Linked DNA regions of Sminthopsis crassicaudata: region 1 is linked to region 2. A link is a contact called in public Hi-C data. All regions are on one chromosome and are shown on one strand. The core of a region is the stretch at or near the end of the contact, and the rest is flanking DNA. Distances in the headings are between cores, read along the strand shown. Region 1 holds the start of PLEC (plectin). Region 2 holds the start of LOC141539530 (microtubule-actin cross-linking factor 1, isoforms 6/7-like).

Region 1 (3,694 bases), core at 1,053-3,552, 140 kb after region 2:
CCACTTTCCCTAATTTTATCTTCAGAGGAGATGAAGCTTCTCTACTTCTGTCCTCTGGACCCATCCATACCTTTAATAAAGAAGCTGATACCTGCCATCATCCATCTTAATTTTCCACATCACTACCTGTTATAAGCCAGCACCAGATATACTCAAAACTATGATGAGATGATCTCAAGGACCCCTAAACCTATGATGACATGATCTCCAGATTTCCCCATACACTGTGATGGCATCCCTATGCCTGTGACAAAATGATTCTCTTCTACTTCTGAAAGGATAACTCAACATCAAGTATTTTTTAAGAGATTACCCAAAAAACAACTCCCCTGAAATTCTCATATCTGTAATAAAATGAGCTTTAGACCAACACCAATGATGGGGTAACTGCACATACCCCTGTAGCAGAAATGCAATAATGTCCCCAGCATTCTATACCTGCAATTCTGATGACTGCCCTCTCAGCAGGGTCCAGGACACCACCGTTACCAGCAGAACCGCCTCCACTTCTTCGGCTTCTTTGAGTTTTCCCAAGGTTCCAAGGCAGAGTGTCTCCGGGGCTGGGGGAGCTGCTGCCCCCACTGGAGCTGTCATCCCCAGAACCCCGAGGTTCTGGGCCTTCCCCAGACATGGCCACCTGCAGAAAGGTGGAAAGGAAGGATTGCTGAAGGGGAATAACACTAAGTCGATCACCCAGAAACAGCCTTATTTCCAATCCTTTCCCAAACCCCATCTAGACTCTGATACTCAATCCCCAAAATAAATGGATGATTATCCTTATTCTCTCACCCAGAGACTACCACCTTACACCTAAACATTCAGACTTACCCTTTGGCTCTCATCAGATACTTGAGCCCTACTCTCCAACCTTGTTACCTAAACATCAACTCTCTCAGCTGTAAACTGACCTGTCTGCAAGATATTGACTAATTTACCCTGCCTCATCACCTGGCCGTGGAGAGATGTGGGGTAGAGAAGGAGGAAAGAGGGGCTTTGTAGTCAGCCTCTGACTGCAGTAAAGTCCTAAAAATAGTGTTCTGAGCAGGAGTGGGAGCCCCACAGCCTGCATTAGCATCACCACGTGAGGCCCTAGCCCCACCCCCATTAGCAAACCCTGTCCCCCAACACCCTCTGATGGAAGGTATCACCCCCTCATACCTGCAAACACATACAGGCTCATGACTACATGTTCACAGCATACACAAGTGCACAGACACCACCACAATGTCAACCTTATTATCTTCACAAACACATTCTCACACAATAGAATACATGCAGATATTAGACACAAGCATACCTATACATGTGCCCTCATGGACCCACTTGCTAAGCTATGCTGCCTGGGCTGTGGCCAAAGCCTATTTTGCTCCCCAAAGGAGGAGTAGTTGTCAGGAAGGGGGAGGGTTAGAAAGAAGGGGGTGAATGGAGCTCTGTCTGCGACCCCGGGCTCAAGCCCAGGGGCGGGGTCACCTCTGCAGGCACAATGAGTGTTATGTGACTGCCAGCCCCAGCACTAGTGGGGAGAAGGGGGACAAGAGGCAGAATCTGGGATTGTCCGATTGTCCCTCCCCCATGCTCCACCCCAAGCCCTGAGCAGGCCTGAAGGAACTCTGCCACTGTGTAGGGATCCCCTGGGCGATGCCCCTCGGTCCAGGTCGCTTGGAGGGTCCCTCCTCCCCGCCCCTGTCCCGCCCCCGGGCCCGCCCCCGGCCCCTGCAGTCTCCGCAGCATTGGGAGGAGCAGGAGCAGGAGCCAGGGAGGGAAGGAGAGAGGAAGGGAGGGAGAGGAGGGAGGGAAAGAGGGAGGAAAGGGGGCAGCAGTAGCAGAAGCCCGGCTGGCCAGAGATGGGAAAAGGAGGGGGGAGGACAATGAGGACCACGGGCTGGACAGGAAGGGAGAGATCGGAGATGGGGGCCTTAGGGAAGGGGGAGATAGAGAATGCACCCCAAAGGCCTGCGTGAAAAGGAGCAGGGTGGGGGTGGGGGCTTCCTTCCTGGCTCTGCAGAAGCAAGAGAGGGAAGATGCAAAGGAAGGGAAGGGTCTCCCCCGGTCTCGGATTCTTCATAGTCTGTCCCCCTCATAAAGATGCTTCTGTAACCCCCCACCCCCTTCCCTCCTCCCGCAGCTGGCCTCCTGCAGTAGACGCACTACGCACCTGGCTCGCCGCTACCTCTGCCGCCGCCGTGGCCGCTCCTGCCGCGCCCGCTGCGGGTGCTCCACTCGGCTGGCTTCGTTCGGTTCGGCTCAGCCCCTGGGCTAAGGCGGGTCTGTCCCGGCTCTGCTCGGAGCCGGCGCTGCAGCCCCAGTCTCGGGGCGGGCGAGCCCAGAGCAGGGAGCAAGGGCGGGGGGAGTGGGAAGCGCAGGGTGTGAGTGAGGCCGGAGCCCCGCCCCTGGGGGTGCGTGGGGCGGGTGTGTGTCTGTGACTGTGTGTGGGTTGGGGGTGGGGGGAATCATTGAGGGGAGTCAGTGTCTGGATGCTCCCGACTGTCCGTGTGTGCGCGCGCCAGGGCCTGTGTGTGCCAGGAAGTGAAAGTGTCACTGTGTGTGCGCCTGTCACTAGGTCCGGGTGTCACCGATTGTGTGTGAGACAGAGCTTCGTGGCAGTGGGTCTTTTGTCTCAGTCCCTCAGTGGAAGTCCGCATTTCTTGGTGGGACAGTAGCTCTGGGTCCTAGGGCTGTTTGTCCCCGTGCCCTCGGGTGGGACACGTCGCCAGGTGTGAGCCTAAGTCACGTGGCCTTTGTAGGTGATAGTGTATTCCTGGGTGTGTGTCTCCGAGTGACTTCACTGTAGACCCTTGAATATCGGTCCCTGTGTCTTTTCGGTGTGATAGTGTATCCCGGGTGTGTCTGTAACAATGTCTCCGTGTGAAACAGGGGCTCCTTGAGTACATGTTGCTGCTGTATCTCTTGGAAGCGAGACTCCGTCTGTGATGGTTCCATCTCTCTCCTCGGTCCGTTTTCTCCTTTTTCCCCCCCTTTCCTGGTCAATGATTAACTGGAATGGTACCTGGGAGAGGGCTAGAAGTGGTGAAGGGGAGGGGGCAGCCTCTGTGCCTTCTTTGGGAAGACTCTAAGCCTTTCTCTGAGCTCACACAATGCTTCTTCATCCCCTTCTCTACCCCCACAGTGACCAGCACAGCTTGACACAGTCATACACACACAGCCACAACTAGGATACACATGGGCTGACACAGGTGCTCAAAACCAGGAGAATCGCTCCTCAGCACTCAACCAGACCTTGGTGGGGGTTTCCTTGTCTTATCGCCCCCCAATACCTTGTCTCAGACATTCAGTGACAGTGCCCATTGTCATGGGGCCCTCATATACTCAGGGACACTTTACTCTCTATGATTATACTTAATATAGCACAATTTCCTCCCAGTCCCACCTCACTCCCACACCGGGAGTTGTGCTGCTCTTCATGTACTACAACTACCATACTGGATTTCCAGCTCCTACCCAGGAACTGGGGAGAAAGAGAGCAAAACTGGGAAAACTTCCCACAATATTTATGAAGCATCCTGTCAGTTTCAATTAAGAAAGTATCCCAGGAGAAATCTAAACAGAGCAGAAGGGTATTGTGGGAGCTAGGGCAGGGGAGGAGTTCAAGTGGAACCTCTTAGGGGACAGGTAAGAGATGGGCTGGTCTTGGAAAAGACTTTCAATATCCTTTCTCTGCTGAAGTGGACTACAG
Region 2 (3,506 bases), core at 52-2,551:
CCGTGGGCTGCCGGCCCCCTGGGTATCGTGTCACCTCCACGATTTCTGTCACAACTGTTTCTGTGACCTCTGTCACTTCTGTCACCTCCCGAGTGCTATGGGCCCTCCAGGCCCATGGGCTCCCTGGTGAGAGGGATGTGGCAGGAGGGGGTGGGGCTGTGGGGGGACAGAGGCCAGCCCCAGGCCCAGGACCTGGCCCTGGCCCAGCACCGCCCCCTTGACTCTTCAGAAACTCTTCCGAGTGATGACCTTTCTCCCCCAGGCAGCTGGGTCTGGACGCTGGGTTACCCATGGCAGTCTTAAGTGGGGTGTAGGATCCAGCCTACGACACAACAGCAAAGAATGCTGAAATGAAGGCTGAGACCTGGGGGGGAGCCCACCAGCACACCAACCCCTCCGCCCCATTCATTTACCCACGTGGTGGAGCAAGGAAGGGCAGCAGAACAGGTCAGACACCCAGGAGCACCCTGAGTGCGGACGGGGGAATGCCGTGTTTGAAGCAAAACCCCTGAGCTCCTGACGGAACCTAAACACACCCTGACGGGCACGATCTGGATAACTGCTTCCCTCCCCTTGTCCCACCCTGAGGCAGGGAAGACACCTTTGGGTTCCCTACCCCTGATGTCCCTCTGGGAACCTGCAGAGGAAGCAGTAGGGCAGGCCAGCCCTCTCCCTTCTTCTGTATTTCTTTCTCAGGTCCCCATTCCCCAGGGACCCCCTTCTTCTAGGACCTGCATTGGTTCAATTTCCCCTAGAGCTCCTCTCCCCAGGGTCTCTCCCAGCCCAGCCCAGCCCAGCTTTTCTGCTCTAGCTCCCCTTCCCCCAGCTCCCAGGCAGGGAGGCCCCAGAGGACCTACCAGAGGACTTCCCAAAGGAGGCGTCTCAGGCCAGGGTAGCAGTGTCTGTCACTCCAAGAGCCCTCAAGACCCGGAGCCCAGCGCCTTTTTTCTACCTCCCGCTCAGCCGAGCTGACAGGTGGCCACGTGGGCAAGCAGGCTGACTGACCGTTAGGAGGTGGGCACATGGAGGAGCAGGGTTGGCTCTTTCCACACCCTCCTGATGGGACCACCGGGTGGTGGGGCCAGGCCAAAGGGCCCAGGGCTAGGTTGGGGGAAGCCAGAGCTGGGAAGCTGGGGCCCCGCTCCTCCCGGGCCAGGGGAGTCACCCTTGCTCAGGCCAGCCTGCCTGCCCAGTGGGGACTTCCTACCCCTCACTCAGCCTTGTCTGGCTTCCCCCCTTAACCCCCGAGCCCTCCTAGCCCACAGCTCTCTGGTATCCCACCAGCCTTCCAGCCCACGATCCGTCTGTCCGTCCCGCGTCTTGGCTCAGTGTTTCCTAAGGTGCAGCCCGCCAGATGGAGCCCCGCCCCTCCCATCCCCTCCTCCCCTGACCCCTTCCCCAACCCTGACCCCCCCACCCCCAGCCCAGCACACAGCACACAACAGGCCTGCCCTTAACTCTTTCCCAACTCCCCCGCCAGCCAGCCCGTTTCCTGGAAACCCGCCAAGGGGCCTCAGTCTCGCAGTCCGGCAGGGCAGAGTAGGGAGGGGAGGGGGATGCCAGCCAGTTGGGGGATGTGGGGGAGGGGGAGCAGCCAGGAAGGAGAGGAGAGGGGGAGGTCTCCGATAGGAAAGCACAGCAGCTTCCTCAGTAAATCACCCAAGGCCTATTTACTCTCCTACTCTGGCCCCCAAAGAGCCACCGGGTGGCCTGAGGGGGACACTAGTCATGGATATGTGCCAGGAGCAGGAGAAGGTGAAGCAACAAGGTGGGCCTCGGAGAGGAGGGCCCGAACAACAGGGGCTCATCAGGGGCCAGGAGGGAGCCCAGGCTCACAGATTTAAGAGCAAGAAGGGACATCAGAGCAATGGGGAGCCCGTGAGGGCTCACGGGGGAGGGGGCTTGTTGTAGGAAATTGGGGGGGGGGGTCCTTCACAGACTCACCAGAGGCTGGGGCAACTGCTGTTCCAACATTTCCAGCCCACAGCGCAATGACAAGACCTGGGCTCTCACGTCCAGGTACCAGGCCTGCCACTCGCTTTGAGTCCAGGACCTGAGTGTGTCAGGACAGGGGACAGAGAGAGTGAGACAATCCTACGTGGACAGCATCCACAGCTCTCACCCCTTCTCCCCTCCTCCCCGTCTGGAGGACGGGGGCGTTACCTGTCAGCCGAAGGCAGTGGGGAGCCCGACCCGGAGCTCTGGGTCTCCACTGGAGCAGACATCTGAAAAGAGAAACAAGAAAAGGTGGTGGACCCTCCCCAAGTCTCCATCACTACCCTCATTGCCTTCTCAGTAGCACTGGTCACTGATGATGAGTCCATCGCCATCATCCCCTCCCATCCTAGCCCTCCCTGAACACTCTTAGTTCTCCTTCCATCTTTGTCACCCCCTCCTGTTTTCTTCACTAGGCACCAGTTTTTCCTTGGCCGTTTTATCCTCTCCACCCCCTTAGTGATCAAAGCTTCCCCATGGGCTCCCCTCCCATTCAAGGCAACAAACATTTGTAAAACCCTTGTAAAGGAGAGAGACCGTTAGGTGATGGAAAGCATCTGGAGTTTAGATACAGTTCTTGTATTCATGAAGTTCCCGTTCCATTGGGAGCATGGGACACATCACAAAGATAATTCAGTGGCTGGCAGGATCTACCACATAGTAAGCCTTCAATAAATGTTTGTTGACTCATGACCATATAAAATAATGCATGATGTGTGCGCCAAGAAGGTGCAAATGCTAGGGAATGGGAGAGAAAACGTCCTGAAAGGCTTGCTGGTGGAGGGGATATTCAAGTTAGATTTTAAAGAATGGTGGGGAGCCAATGTGTAAGGAAAAAAAGGAAAGTCCAAGCTCAGGAAGAAGTAACGGGCAATGAGACAGAGGTCAGAAAACATTAAGTTCAGAAAGGAGCAGTAGGAGATGAGGTTGGAAAGGTTGGATAGCGCAGCTTGTGGAGGACTTTCCTCAAGAGACTCTAGGGTCACTGAAGGGTTTTGAGGAAAGGAAGTAATAAACAGGACAGCATCTGTGTAAGAGGCAGGATTGACTTGTAGCGGTATGCACCATGCGTTACAACAGGGAGTTGGAGGAAGATCCATTAGGAGGCTTCCGCAGGAGTCCAGAAGATAATGAAAGCCTCCACAAAGGTGGTGGCCATGGGCAGGTTGAGTTTGAGTTAAATTTAAGGAAAGGAAGCTCTTGGGAAATTGGGGGCTGACCTGTTGGGTGGTAATGGGTGGGCATGGGGAAGTTGAGAGATCTATTTAGGTGTGATGTCAGAGAAAAAAAAAAACAAAAAACTTCCTAACAATTGAGATATCCCAATGTGGAAAAGGTTGCCTCTGGGGATCTTTAAGAAAAAGGTGGCCATCTTGTTGGGATATCTTGTTCAGACATATGTTCGGTTAGATGGTCCCTGAGGCCCTTTCCATCTCCATGATTGTTATTTTTGAGAGAATGGAAATCCTTTTCAGAATGTTCTCCCTCCCATCATTCCTCTGAATTACGTC

What was found. A called contact is a pair of places that touch in the nucleus more often than the background predicts.
Region 1: a contact with region 2 is called in a Hi-C map of hippocampus, with 1.8 times the contacts expected there. The contact joins the promoter of PLEC here to the promoter of LOC141539530 in region 2. A contact is called at or near these places in 2 of 2 Hi-C or Micro-C datasets (fibroblasts and hippocampus).

Annotation. Positions count from the first base shown.
Region 1 is chr1:75,467,477-75,471,170 of ASM4859323v1, forward strand. PLEC (plectin) reads right to left here and starts at 2,303. Exons shown (of 34, transcript XM_074262372.1): 1 at 2,156-2,303; 2 at 439-637. The coding sequence starts at 631.
Region 2 is chr1:75,324,926-75,328,431 of ASM4859323v1, forward strand. It overlaps LOC141539530 (microtubule-actin cross-linking factor 1, isoforms 6/7-like), which reads right to left and starts at 1,302. Exons shown (of 19, transcript XM_074262432.1): 1 at 858-1,302; 2 at 1-322. The coding sequence starts at 292.